Linked DNA regions of Pan troglodytes: all the other regions are linked to region 3. The links are chromatin contacts, called in public HiChIP or PLAC-seq maps. All regions are on one chromosome and are shown on one strand. The core of a region is the stretch at or near the end of the contact, and the rest is flanking DNA. Distances in the headings are between cores, read along the strand shown. Region 1 has its middle 32 kb from the start of FOS. Region 2 holds the start of FOS (Fos proto-oncogene, AP-1 transcription factor subunit). Region 3 holds the start of NEK9 (NIMA related kinase 9).

The links. HiChIP or PLAC-seq counts read pairs in DNA pulled down with a chosen protein or histone mark.
Region 1: a contact with region 3 is called in an H3K4me3 HiChIP or PLAC-seq map of stem cell-derived excitatory neurons, with 4 times the contacts expected there. The contact joins the enhancer-like site here to the promoter of NEK9 in region 3. A contact is called at or near these places in 7 of 7 Hi-C or Micro-C datasets (blood, induced pluripotent stem cells, a lymphoblastoid cell line and 2 more) and 1 of 1 datasets of contacts at active chromatin or transcription factors (stem cell-derived excitatory neurons).
Region 2: an H3K4me3 HiChIP or PLAC-seq map of stem cell-derived excitatory neurons shows a contact between it and region 3, with 2.5 times the contacts expected there. The contact joins the promoter of FOS here to the promoter of NEK9 in region 3. A contact is called at or near these places in 2 of 7 Hi-C or Micro-C datasets (induced pluripotent stem cells and stem cell-derived neural progenitor cells), 1 of 1 datasets of contacts at active chromatin or transcription factors (stem cell-derived excitatory neurons) and 1 of 1 other capture datasets (stem cell-derived neural stem cells).

The regions. Positions count from the first base shown.
Region 1 is chr15:73,261,360-73,265,787 of NHGRI_mPanTro3-v2.0_pri, reverse strand. No RefSeq gene overlaps it. Among named protein-coding and RNA genes, the nearest start is that of FOS, 32 kb to the right of the region's middle. Within about 2 kb of position 2,302, at least 18 of the 24 cell types and tissues checked have an H3K27ac peak or open chromatin away from gene starts, as enhancers often do. A contact at or near this core is called in induced pluripotent stem cells, stem cell-derived excitatory neurons and stem cell-derived neural progenitor cells, where this site is marked.
Region 2 is chr15:73,230,353-73,235,011 of NHGRI_mPanTro3-v2.0_pri, reverse strand. It overlaps FOS (Fos proto-oncogene, AP-1 transcription factor subunit), which reads right to left and starts at 3,386. Exons shown (of 4, transcript NM_001098421.1): 1 at 3,246-3,386; 2 at 2,242-2,493; 3 at 1,703-1,810; 4 at 946-1,587. The coding sequence starts at 3,386. The coding sequence ends at 946.
Region 3 is chr15:73,075,892-73,080,588 of NHGRI_mPanTro3-v2.0_pri, reverse strand. NEK9 (NIMA related kinase 9) reads left to right here and starts at 2,812. Exons shown (of 22, transcript XM_016926437.4): 1 at 2,812-3,467. The coding sequence starts at 3,249.

The DNA of each region.
Region 1 (4,428 bases), core at 1,053-3,552, 190 kb before region 3:
AAATCAGTAATCGTGAGTCTCATATTGTTATCTATAAAAAAGCTACACCTTGCAAGGAATGAAAAGATAAGGTGTGTACCACATTTAAATTGGTGCTTGCCACATGCTAATATATGCTAATAAAACATTTTGTAATGATAAAAGTGATGGTAGTGATGAATGGCTTATTTCTTTATTTTATTTTATTTGAGTCGGAGTCTCACTCTGTTGCCCAGGCTGGAGTGCAGTGGTGTGATCTCAGCTCACTGCAACCTCCGCCTCCCAGGTTCAAGTGATTCTCCTGCCTCAACCACCCGAGTAGCTGGGATTACAGGCATCCACCACCACACCCAGCTAATTTTTGTATTTTCAGTAGAGACAGGGTTTCACCATGTTGGCCAGGCTGGTCTCGAACTCCTGGCCTCAAGTGATCTGCTTGCCTCAGCCTCCCAAGGTGCTGGGATTACAGGCGTGAGCCACTGCACCCGGCCAATGGCTTATTTCTTTAAATAGAAAAAAGAAATGCATTGAATAAATCATTGACAGTTAATGGGACTCTCTGGTGATGAACCTGGGTTCTACCCATGCCTGGAGGCTCCAGGTCCCATAAGCTTCCACCCAGCATTGTGTTGTAACTGTACCATTTCCCTTCATGAAATTTGAGAGGTGATGTTTTGACATTATTTCATTTTGTTTCATTTCCTCTTGATGGGTGGGCTTAACCTGTTTCTCAATTTAGGCAGAGCAAAAGGGAGAAGTATTTTAAATTGCCATGATAGTCCAAGTTGGTCTTACCTTCAGGCCCCTGAGCACGAGCCCAAAATTCTCTCCAACTCTCCTACGGTATTTGGGTATTTTCCAATTCCTAGAAATGCCAGATATAAATAACCCTTTCCTTAGTTTCCTCCAAAACTCTCCCTTTCTCCTTTCCTTTTGCCTCTTGGCATTTGGGTACCATAACAATGAATTTTGAAATAATACTTTAATCACATTTTATATTCTTGGCCAGGCTCAGTGGCTCATGCCTATAATCCCAACATTTTGGGAGGCCCCATCTCAAATTAAAAAAAAAAATTACATTCTTATGGTGCATTTCTGTTCACTAAATGCATTCATATCCACTCTTCACAGTTGGCAGTAAGGAAGATAGTGTAAGTTCCATTTGATGGATGACACAGCTGAGGTTCAAAGAGGTGAACCCATGTGCCCTCGATGCTGGCCTTCAAGCCAACACCATTTCCTGCTGCAGCAAGAAGACAGTCTTTACTGACAGACATATTTATTTTTATCATGGTAAAATATACATAACAAAGTTTACTGTTTGAAACTTTTAAAGTCTACAGTTGAGTGGCATTAAGTACATTCGCATTGTTGTGCAACTCTCATCACCATCATCTCCAGAACGTTTCATCTTCCCAAATTGAAACTTCATACTCATTAAATACTCACTCCCCATTTTCCCCTCCCCTCGGCCTCTGGCAATCACCCCTCTACTTTCTGTCTGTTTGAATTTGACTACTCTAGGAAGCTCACATGAGTAGAATCATAAGCTATTTTTCCTTCTGTGTGATAGACACTTTTGCAGCAAGATTTCTGGAGGAAGATGCCAAGATTCTTTCTTCCACTGCATTTGTTTTGGCTCATATTGCCCGTTGGCCAGAAAGAGTGTCTATATCCTAAAGCGGCCCACCTTCAGGGACCTGAACACCATTCAGGCACAGAGCCGGGCTTTGATAGACAAGCCCTGCAAAGCAGATGTTTTCTAACATTTTGCATTGACTGTTGTTCATTCTTCTTGTCTTGCAGGTAATTACTTGAGTTGTCATCATCAGAGTAGAAAAAAAAAAATGCTCCTGGAGAAGAATATAAGGTATTTCCGTGTTCCACCGCTGAGGTTCCCAAAGCCCTCTCTCTCCTCCATTGGCGTGTGTGTGTGTGTGTGTGTGTGTGTGTGTGTGTGTGTGTGGTTTGGGGGAGTTTTTTATTTTAAAACACTCTGTGATTTACTTCAATTCATCTTTTGCCCAGAAAGCCAACACAGCTGCAAATCCGTTCTGCCCAGAAAGCCTTCTAGCCTTCCCAGAGGCCTCTTTGCCTGTTCAGTGGACACTTCCGTCCCTCTCAGGCCGGCTTCTCCCAGCCCACTGCCCCCCGGGCTGCCTGCCCAGCTCCTGAGAGAAGGCACTGCTCCCTGGAAGTGGCCGAGCCTTCTCTATGGGTTTCTGTAACTTGGAGAAGCGCAGGCTCCCCTGGGGCACCCCTGCTCCTCCTCCCCTCCTTGGGCTTCCCCCTCAGAAAGCTGGCTCTGCTGCCCGCTGGTAAACGGACTGGCTGTCACCATGGCAACAGCCTGGCCTGGAGCCGGATGACGCCAGACCTGACTCCCCTTCCCAACCTCACCCAACTCTGTTTGTTTGGGCTCCAGCTGCTTTTGTTGGGCTTTGTTTTGCTTGTCAGTTTGAAACAGCTCCTTTGCTGATTGGCTGCAGGGGGCTGAGATCCGAATCCCTGGGATACTGAGAAGTCCTGCTCCCTGCCCGGGCAGGATTTCCTGGCACTTTGGAGTATTTCCCCCATCACAGTAACAAGGCCTAAAGAAGCCCTGTTTGATGAACACACACTTGCCCTTTAGGCAAGGCAGAGCCCATAGAGAGACTGAGCATCAGATAATCTGCGAAATGCCCCAATCTGCACACCCAACAAGAACCCTATCACTAAACCATGTTGGCTTCCCGAATGCCACACTTGTGACTAAAGGCCAGCCTGTTACTTGATAAAACGAAAGAAGCATACCATGTCAGAGAGCAGTCCAGGTGTGTAGAAACATCAAAAATAAATAAATCCAGGAAGAAAAACAAACAAGTATGTGGATGTTAAGGAACAGCTTTAGGTGAATGTGGTGACAGACATCCAAGTAATGTTCACCTCAAATTTTGGGGTGGTTTTGCTGCTTTTATTCGGATAACTGTAGAAGCAAGAATCCAGAATATTTGTGACTAATTTGAAAACATGGCGTCTACCCTTTTGCTATTTCATCGGGTTTTTATCTCCCAAATAATCAATTTTAATAACTTGCTTGGTCCTCGATAATCCTGAATTTACTCCCAGGACTATCAGGGACCAAGCAAGTTATTGCTGTGCTTAAAATTTTTGTTTTGTTTTGTTTCACTCTGTCGCCCAGGCTGGAGTGCAGTGACGCGATCTCGGCCCGCTGCAACCTCCGCCTTCTCCCTCAGCCTCCCAAGTAGCTGGGATTACAGGCACCCGCCACCACGCCCAGCTAATTTTTGTATTTCTGGTAGAGATGTTGGCCAGGCTGGTCTCAAACTCCTGGCCTCAATGGATCCGCCCACCTCGGCCTCCCAGAGTTGAGATTACAGGCATGAGCCACCGCACCCAGCCATCTCCTTTGAGATACAAAAAAGATGTTTCTGGCCTGGCGCGGTGGCTCACACCTGTAATCCTAGCACTTTGGGAGGCCGAGGCAGGCGGATTGCCTGAGCTCAGGAATTCAAGCCCAGCCTGGGCAACATGGTGAAACCCCATGTCTACTAAAATACAAAAGAAATTAGCTGGGCGTGGTGGCGTGCACCTGTAGTCCTAGCTACTCAGTAGGCTAAGGAAGGAGAATTGCTTGAACTCGGGAGGCAGAGGCTCATGCCACTGCATTCCAGCACTCCAGCCTGGGTGACAGAGCAAGACTCTGTCTCTCAAAAAAAAAAAAAAAAGATGTTTCTTGTGCATCAACCTTTGAAGCTGTGTAACAGCAGCCTCAGCTCCTCATCTGTAAAATGGGGATAAATAATACCAACAGCCAGGTTATAAAGGGCTTAGCTCAATTTGCATACTTACTGAGCTACTATCCTCATCAACTCCCACCTATGCCTTTTTTCTGATGATCCCAACACTTTTCATAAGAACTGCATCATAGGCCGGGTGCGGTGGCTCATGTCTCTAATCCCAGCACTTTGGGAGGCCAAGGCGGGCGGATCACCTGAGGTCAGGAGTTCAAGACCAGCCTGGCCAACATGACAAAATCCCATCTCTACTAAAAATACAAAAATTAGCCGGGTGTGGTGGTGGGCACTGATAATCCCAGCTACTTGGGAGGCTGAGGCAGAAGAATCACTTGAACCCCAGGGGGCAGAGGTTGCAGTGAGCTGAGATCGTACCACTTCACTCCAGCCTGGGCAAAAGAGCAAAACTCCGAAAAAAGAAAAAGAAAGAAAGAAGGAAAAGAAAAGAAAGGAAAAGAAAGGAAAGGAAAGGAGAAAGAAAGAGAGAGATCGCATCATTGCCGGGCACAGTAGCTCATGTCTGTAATCCCAGCACTTTGGGAGGCCAAGGCAGGCAGATCACCTGAGGTTGGGAGTTCAAGACCAGCCTGACCAACATGCAGAAACCCCGTCTCTACTAAAAATACAAAATTATCCAGGCATGGTGGCGCAT
Region 2 (4,659 bases), core at 2,137-4,636, 150 kb before region 3:
AGTTTCCTTGTCCTCTTTGATAAGGGATCAGACAGAGGGTGTGTCCCCCTCCAGCAGCTACCCTTCTTGACAAACTGGTCTCCAATAATACCTTTCAGAAACTTACAAGACTTCCAGAATGAAAAGAGCACAAGGTTGGTCGCATTCAACTTAAATGCTTTTATTGACAATGTCTTGGAACAATAAGCAAACAATGCTTAAATTTTTCATTCAAATTCACTTTCCACATGTCAAAAGACCTCAAGGTAGAAAAAAATAAAATAAAAATATAAATATCTGAGAATCCATCTTAATAAATAAATTAAAAACACAATAAAACGTTTTCATGGAAAACTGTTAATGTCAGAACATTCAGACCACCTCAACAATGCATGATCAGTAACATTACAATGAACATTGATGTTGAAGAAAAACTACAGTACATGGATATAGCTATTTATTTCTATCTACCAGAAAATAAAGTCGTATCTTTTCTTAGTATAATATTGGTCATTTCTAATCAGAACACACTATTGCCAGGAACACAGTAGTTATTGTTAAAATCAGCTGCACTAGATACAATTTGAAAATATCCAGCACCAGGTTAATTCCAATAATGAACCCAATAGATTAGTTAATGCTATGAGAAGACTAAGGAGAAAGAGAAAAGAGACACAGACCCAGGCCTGGCTCAACATGCTACTAACTACCAGCTCTCTGAAGTGTCACTGGGAACAATACACACTCCATGCGTTTTGCTACATCTCCGGAAGAGGTAAGGACTTGAGTCCACACATGGATGCTTTCAAGTCCTTGAGGCCCACAGCCTGGTGTGTTTCACGCACAGATAAGGTCCTCCCTAGGTCTACAGGAACCCTCTAGGGAAGACGTGTTTCTCCTCTCTGTAATGCACCAGCTCGGGCAGTGGCACTTGTGGGTGCCGGCTGCCTCCCCTTCCCTGCCCCCTCACAGGGCCAGCAGCGTGGGTGAGCTGAGCGAGTCAGAGGAAGGCTCATTGCTGCTGCTGCCCTTGCGGTGGGCAGCTGCACAGCTGGGGAAGGAGTCAGCCTCGGGGTAGGTGAAGACGAAGGAAGACGTGTAAGCAGTGCAGCTGGGAGTACAGGTGACCACCGGAGTGCACAGGGGCTCCAGCTCTGTGGCCATGGGCCCCATCCCCAGGGAGCCACTGTGCAGAGGCTCCCAGTCTGCTGCATAGAAGGACCCAGATAGGTCCATGTCTGGCACGGAGCGGGCTGTCTCAGAGCCACTGGGCCTGGATGATGCTGGGAACAGGAAGTCATCAAAGGGCTCGGTCTTCAGCTCCATGCTGCTAATGCTCTTGACAGGTTCCACTGAGGGCTTGGGCTCAGGGTCATTGAGGAGAGGCAGGGTGAAGGCCTCTTCAGACTCCGGGGTGGCAACCTCTGGCAGGCCCCCAGTCAGATCAAGGGAAGCCACAGACATCTCTTCTGGGAAGCCCAGGTCATCAGGGATCTTGCAGGCAGGTCGGTGAGCTGCCAGGATGAACTCTAGTTTTTCCTTCTCCTTCAGCAGGTTGGCAATCTCGGTCTGCAAAGCAGACTTCTCATCTTCTAGTTGGTCTGTCTCCTGTATACAGAGGGATAAAGGAAAGCATAAGACACAGTCTTACTCAAGGGCCCTTATGCTCAATCTTCAACTTTCCCCTTAAGTTTTAAAAAGGAGCAACCCACAGAGTACCTACCGCTTGGAGTGTATCAGTCAGCTCCCTCCTCCGGTTGCGGCATTTGGCTGCAGCCATCTTATTCCTTTCCCTTCGGATTCTCCTTTTCTCTTCTTCTTCTGGAGATAACTAGAATAATCACAAAAAAAGACCGACATTCAGTAAAAGTGTCTGCCATCACCTCCATTCACCCACCCCAGTAGAACTGGCTCCTGCAGCTTCCCTGCTTCCTGGCACCCCACTGTGAAACCATTTCTGACCTGCAGTTGCAGACTAGGTGTGACTTGCATTTAAAATAAGATCCTCAGCAAGAGAACAAAGAAGAGCCCAGTCTAAAAGCATGCGGTAAGAAACTTGGGGAAGAAACTATGAGAGTACTTCTTAGGGTGAGACTCAGAGTCTGAGTTGGGATGGAATGGGCTTGGAGCCAGGGCTCCCAGTTACGGATGTGCAGCCAGCCCCATCAGTGGCTTCATCCTCTGTACTGGGCTCCTGCATCTCCGGGGCTGCTTCCCACCCAGCCCCCACATTCCCAGGAAGAGTACGCTAGAGTTCCTCACCTGTTCCACCTTGCCCCTCCTGCCAATGCTCTGCGCTCGGCCTCCTGTCATGGTCTTCACAACGCCAGCCCTGGAGTAAGCCCCAGCGGAGGGGGTGGGGACTCCGAAAGGGTGAGGGGCTCTGGTCTGCGATGGGGCCACGGAGGAGACGAGGGCGGGCTGCACCAGCCACTGCAGGTCCGGACTGGTCGAGATGGCAGTGACCGTGGGAATGAAGTTGGCACTGGAGACGGCCAGGTCCGTGCAGAAGTCCTAGAACAAAACAGAAGGGGAAAGCCGACGTGAGCGAGCAGGTTCCGGACACAGGTGGGGCGAGTTCCCAGTGCCGCATGCAGCAGTGAAGAGAAACGATCCTGCCACGGACGTTTCATCTTAAATGTCCCTCATCCTGGATGAAAGGTCTCCCTCTTTTCCTCCCAGGCATTCCGCAGCGCAGTGCCTGTCTCTTCCATCCTGCCGCTGCGTTCCCGTTATCCCTTCAGCATCACTTGCTTGAAAGGGGGTTTGTTATAAATATCCCTGACGTCTGCGCTGACGCAGGCGCCGCTCCGGAGTCTCCAGAATGAACTCGCTTTTTATCAATGAAACTGCCTTACACACCCGCCCGCTGCACCCTCCTCCCTCATCCCTCCTCCGTGCTCCAGGCTGCCGGGGGAGGGGGGATTGCCGCTTTCTGCCACCTCCCCGGAGAAGCCAGGCTCTAGTTAGCGACTTTGTGCTTGGGACACGTCTGCTCCAGCTAATGTCAGAGATCCGTCCTGGAGTGCAGACCAGAGGTTGCTCAGAATGAACCTGCCTCCCGAAGGGGGAACCAATTCTTACTATGGCAAGCGTGCGTGCGCTCAGAGCAAGTCCCGAGCCCCCGAGCCGGCACCCTCCGGCCACGGCAGCCTCCCTCCAGGCACAAGGGAGCCCCCTACTCATCTACTGGAGCGTCCCGCCCGGTGTCTCCTCCTCCGCGACCCCAAGCCCCCGGCCCCGCGGCGGCGGGAAGCCAGCCTTACCTGCGCGTTGACAGGCGAACCCATGCTGGAGAAGGAGTCTGCGGGTGAGTGGTAGTAAGAGAGGCTATCCCCGGCCGGGGACGCGCTGCTGCAGCGGGAGGATGACGCCTCGTAGTCTGCGTTGAAGCCCGAGAACATCATCGTGGAGGTTAGGCAAAGCCGGGCGAGGGGCCGAGGGGCGGAGACAGGTGGGCGCTGTGGAGCAGAGCTGGGTAGGAGCGCGGTCACTGCTCGTTCGCTGCGCCGCGGCCGCCGGCTCAGTCTTGGCTTCTCAGATGCTCGCTGCAGATGCGGTTGGAGTACGAGGCGCCGCAGCCACTGCTTTTATAACAAGCGTTTTATGAATGAGTGTAAACGTCACGGGCTCAACCACGGTGGCGCCAGAGGGGTGACGCGCGGGCCTGGGCGCTTCTGCGGCCGCCTGGCTGCGTCCCCAGCGCTCGCAGCTCCCTGCTCCCGCCTTGGCGCGTGTCCTAATCTCGTGAGCATTTCGCAGTTCCTGTCTCAGAGGTCTCGTGGGCCCCCCAAGATGAGGGGTTTCGGGGATGGCTCCCCCCAGGGCTACAGGGAAAGGCCGTGGAAACCTGCTGACGCAGATGTCCTAATATGGACATCCTGTGTAAGGGGGGAGGGATTGACGGGAACTGCTCGCGGGCTGCAGCCAACACCGAGGGTGCAGTGCGGGGGGAGGCGGGGGCCGCGGCCGGGGGAGGGGAGGCGGGAACGGCGCAGAATGAGAGAGAACATTCGCACCTGGTTCAATGCGGACCCTTGTTCCCGAGGTCGGGGGGGATGGGGCAGAGAGCGCCTTTTTACCCTTGTACAGAAACTGAAGACAGTTCTGAGGCTCAGAGATAGGAGAAACGGCCTCGAGTACAGGACCCCGAGGACTTAAGCCTCGGCTCCCGAAGGAATGCGCCCCTACCCCCATCCCCAATTCTAGCCCTAATTCAGTGCAAAGCGTGGAAGCAGACCTTCATCCCCTAGCCTCCAGCCCTCGGGCTCGAGCAATACTAGCACTGTTCCTGCGTTTGGAAGCAGAAAGTGGAGGATCCAAAATAAGAGAATACGATAACCTACTTTACGATACTGGGTACTTTATTTATTTATTTATTTATTTAAAGAAGACAGCGCGTTTATTTATTTATTTTTCTCGGCCATGTGTGGGAATATTAAGGAAACTGTCAAATCCCTGAGACACCAGCAGATAAACACTGTGCAAAACCTACGTGCGAAGACATTTGAAGGGGGTGTCTGCCCGGTTCTGAGCTGGGCCCCAGGGGTAGGGAGTGCGAGGTGTGGTTATGTGGGCAGGGTGGTCAGTTCGGGATGACAAGGCGGGGTGTGCTTCCTGCGGGGAACTCAAATCTGCGCTGGGGGCTGGTTCGGTCCCGCCAGGAAGCTGTGCTTACGG
Region 3 (4,697 bases), core at 1,563-4,062:
CGAATATTATTTTTAGTAGTGTATTTAACCTAATATACCCAAAATATTATTTCAACATATAGTTAATATAAAAATGGTTAATGAGATGTTTTGCATTCCATTTTTCATATAAAATCTTGAAAATCCAGTGTGCATTTCAAGCTATACCACATCTATAGCTTAAAATTAGACTAGCCACAATTCAAATGTTGAGTAGCTATATGTAGCTAATGGCTACTGTGGCAGACAGTGAAGGATATAATCTTGGGTTGGTCTTTGGTAGATTCTTTCATCTTGACAGTAACTCTATGGCCCCTGGGAATTTGCCATTCACAAATTGGAAACTAATGCAAAATAGCATTCTAACCATTCACTTGTTAAAGTACAATGTGGAAATAGTTTGGTTTCAACCAAAGGCGCTTTAAAATTTTACACCTTGGCCAGGTGCAGTGGCTCACACCTGTAATCCCAACACTTTAGCAGGCCAATCACTTGAGGTCAGGAGTTTGAGACCAGCCTGGCCAACATGGCAGAATGCCCTCTCTACTAAAAATACAAAAATTAGCTGGGCATGGTGGCGGACGCTTGTAATCCCAGCTACTCAGGAGACTGAGGCATGAGAATCACTTGAACTTGGGAGGTGGAGGCTGCAGTGTGCTGAGATCATGCCACTGCACTCCAGCCTGGGTGACAGAGTGAGACTGTCTCCAAAAAAAAAAAAAAGTTGTACCATTAGAGTAAATGTTGACTATTTTTGAACTTACAAATATTCAAAGGTAAGACAATTAGTTTCAGTTATATCCAATATAATGAAGAATTCAGCAAGAATGTCTCTGCTCTATAATAGGACATGTTTCTTCTAGGCTTGTAGTATCTATGCATTATCATTAGAACAATTCAGTTTCAGGCCAACCACGTTATAGAAAACTAGTTCCTCGTTGCAAAGGTGCCAGAAAAAAATGAATTTTTAAGCTTAGGCTGAAATCTATTCAGCCTCTTTGAAAGTCAGCATTCCCAATTTTAAGTAATTGGTTTTTTCCCATTCAACTGAGAAACAATTTATTGAGCATCTTTTCTGTTTAACAGAGTTAATCGAGAATAACAGAATTAACAGTTAATAGAATTAACAGATTTAAGCCAAACTAAACTCGGAGTTTATCTAGATAAACAAGAGGCAATACCTATCCTCAAAGTGCCTTCTAATTAATAGGAGGATGTAGATGGAATGGCCTCTACCTGAAATGATCTCTCTACTTTGTTTAGACTTAACATTTTGTATATTCCTGCACTCACACAGCAAGTTTGGCTTGGACAGATGCCACTCCTAAATGCCTCTCTAGAATCTTGCACTTTAATAGCCCTTATAGAAACTGTTTTAATTGCCTGGTGGTTTTCTGTTACATGTAAGCTCTCTTAAAGTAGGAACTTTTCACAAATCGATATGACACAATTTATTTTTATGTATTTATTTGAGACAGGTTCTCACTCTGTTGCCCAGGCTCGAGTGCAGTGGCATGATCTTGGCTCACCGCAACCTCCGCCTCCCCAGTTCAAGCAATTCTTGTGCCTCAGCGTCCCAAGTAGCTGGGATTACAGGTGTGTGCACACCCGGCTAATTTTTGTATTGTTAGTGGACACGGGTTTTCACCATGTTGGCCAGGCTGAACTCGAACTCCAGGCTTCAAGTGATCGGCCCTCCCAAAGTGCTGGGATTACAAGTGTGAGCCACCACGCCCGGCTAGGCACATGGCTTTCTCTTAGCCCCATCACATCCTGCTTTTTCAGGTTGCTGGGTTCAACTTCCCAGCTCCCTCTTACTAGGTCTGTCACATTAAGCAGGTTACTTAGGTACCTCTGTTTCTGTAAAATGGGAATGTTAGGATAATACATAATACATAGGATAATACATAATAATGTGAGATAATACGTAAAAAACCTTTAGCATAGTACCCAGAACATAACACTCAATAAATGTTAGCTGTTATGTCTGTGACGTAGACCACATTCTCACAACAAAACAAGCTTGGAGATGAGAAGTTGCCCAAGGTCACATAATTGCCCAAGGTCACATAACTGATGGAACACATATTGTTCACCGTATTGCTGTTTTCCTACTTGACGGTAGGGAGAACGTTATTGCAGATTTCCTGTTCCCAAACAGTGTGTGGCACCAAGTGCTCAAAGAATGTTTCATGATATCATATGGTCAAATATCTGGAAAAACACATAGAATAAATTGAATCTGGAAGAAGAGACAGGGGAGAAGGAAAGTGTCAGGAGAGTTGACTTAAAATATTTTTGGAGTTGTGTAGAAGAGGGAGGGACTTAGGATGGCCCTGGGAGAAAGAACTCGGCCCAGGGACCGAGATGACCAGAGGCAGACATTTAGGCTGTCTATATACATATATATATATATATATTTTTTTTTTTTTTTTTCTTTTTGAGACAAAGTCTCGCTCTGTCATCCAGGCTGGAGTGTAGTGGCGCGATCTCGGCTCACTGCAACCTCCTCCTTCCGGGTTCAAGTGATTCACCTGCCTCAGCCTCTGGAGTAGCTGGGATTACAGATGCCTGCCACCACGCCTGGCTAATTTTTGTATTTTACAGAAACGGGGTTTCACCAGTTGGCCAGGCTGGTCTCAAACGCCTGACCTCAGGTGATGCGCCCGCCTCGGCTTCCTAACATGCTGAGATTACAGGCGTGAGCCACCTTGCCCGGCCATATTATCTTTACTATACTATCTCTCTAAAAAAGAATGCTGTCCAACGTTGGAATGGGGAAGAAGGTGTACACTGGGAATGCTTCCCCAATCACCCTCCTGTCACAGACCTGACGTCAAGATGAGACTGGACGACCTCTGGACCTCCAAGTTGTATGAGTCCGGACCGGGGAGGCAGAGAAGGGTCAATAGACCCGAGAGGCCGTACCGTCAGTGATGCCCTTGTTCCCGTGGGAGCCCTTCGGTTCCACGCGGTTCCCACCACGCGCCCGCCAACCCCAGCCCGAGGCCTCACTTTGCAGGCCTTCCCCGAACGCGGGAAGCCCTGGCCGCTAGACTAGCCAAGCGCGCAAGCAAAGGCGGAGGAAACTCAGCCAGGCCGGAAACACAGAGAACTGTTTCCGGGTCGGGGGGCAGGAGCCACCATGGAGCTTCGCGGGGTTGCTGGGCTGACGGATCCGCGGGCCGGCATCTGAAGCGAGCGGGACGCAGCGCGGCCAGGGCCTCCGGGCATACGCAGGCTGGTCCCCAAGGCCCGCGGTCGCCGCCATGTCGGTGCTGGGCGAGTACGAGCGACACTGCGATTCCATCAACTCGGACTTTGGGAGCGAGTCCGGGGGTTGCGGGGACTCGAGTCCGGGGCCTAGCGCCAGTCAGGGGCCGCGAGCCGGCGGCGGCGCGGCGGAGCAGGAGGAGCTGCACTACATCCCCATCCGCGTCCTGGGTCGCGGCGCCTTCGGGGAAGCCACGCTGTACCGCCGCACCGAGGTAGCGGCCCTCGGCACCGGCCGCCCTGTCTGGCGCTGTCGGGTCGCCCCGAGTCCCTCCTTCTCGGCCCCGCTTTCCCAGCGTCGTGAGCTTAGTGCTTTAGGCGCCCACAGGGTATATGTCTTAGGGCCTTCACCACTCTTCCCACTCAGCGGCACTAGGAATTGGCTAGATCATTGGTTTGACTAGTCATTTTTGATTGTCCTAAGTCACCTAACCGTCTCTTGAGCTTTAGTTTCCCCATCTGTAAAATGGGCTTACTGATAATACCTTGAAATCATGTTTTTCTTTTTTTTTTTAAGATTATCTTGAGAATCAAACGAAGGCTCTTGTTCTGTAAATTAAAGTGGTATACGAATGTGAGGTATTGCCAAAACTTCCTTCCTCTCATGCTGTATATATAGTTCTCCAAGGTTGGGGTGAGGAGGGGGGGCATAGCTTCAAAATCCCCACACCCGTGGCAACTCCGTTATTTTTGTCATTATCTTTAAGTTCAGCAGTGATCACTTAGTTGGAAGCTTTTCTTGAAGCTCATTGGGAAGATCTTTGTGTGTTGGTTCTTTATCAGTGTTTATCCTGCAGGGTTTATGCATGGGAAATACTTTGTTGGTATATTCTAAGCCATTAGTTCTTAATTTGGGGGGCACAAGGACCCCTTTGATAACCTAAGCAAAGTAATCTTACCCCCTCCATCAACACATTTGCACATATGCACATCCTTTGGAGAGATCCATGGATCACGGAATCCCAAGTTAATATATACTAGTGTAAAACCCTGCAGTGATTATTCTACTTCCAAAAACTAACGATACACTGGATTTGATCATAAAATCTTACTTTAGGGTAAACATTTAATGAGAACTTGCTGGGGTTGCTGAAGGTGATTCATCCGTCAGAAATCCATTTGCAGTTCTGATGTGTGTTCCAAGCCAGCATACTTTTAAGGCTGAAAGATGGAGAAGGAGAGAAGTGGTTGCAAGAGAATATTTTTAAGTGTTCTTTTTTATCCTGATGCCACGTTAATGTATGATGTTAGAGTTAGTTATTCTTAGTAGTCTGTTTTCTTTTTTGCACTCAAAATGAGAAAGAGGAGATAAGGATTGTTATTTCTATATTTTAGTTAGAGAAACCAAAACAGTATACTTAAGTGACTTGCTCACTTAAGTTATAAGTAAATCTTGGACTAGAACTGAAGTCTCACATCTTGCCCATTGCCTTTTTATTATTATC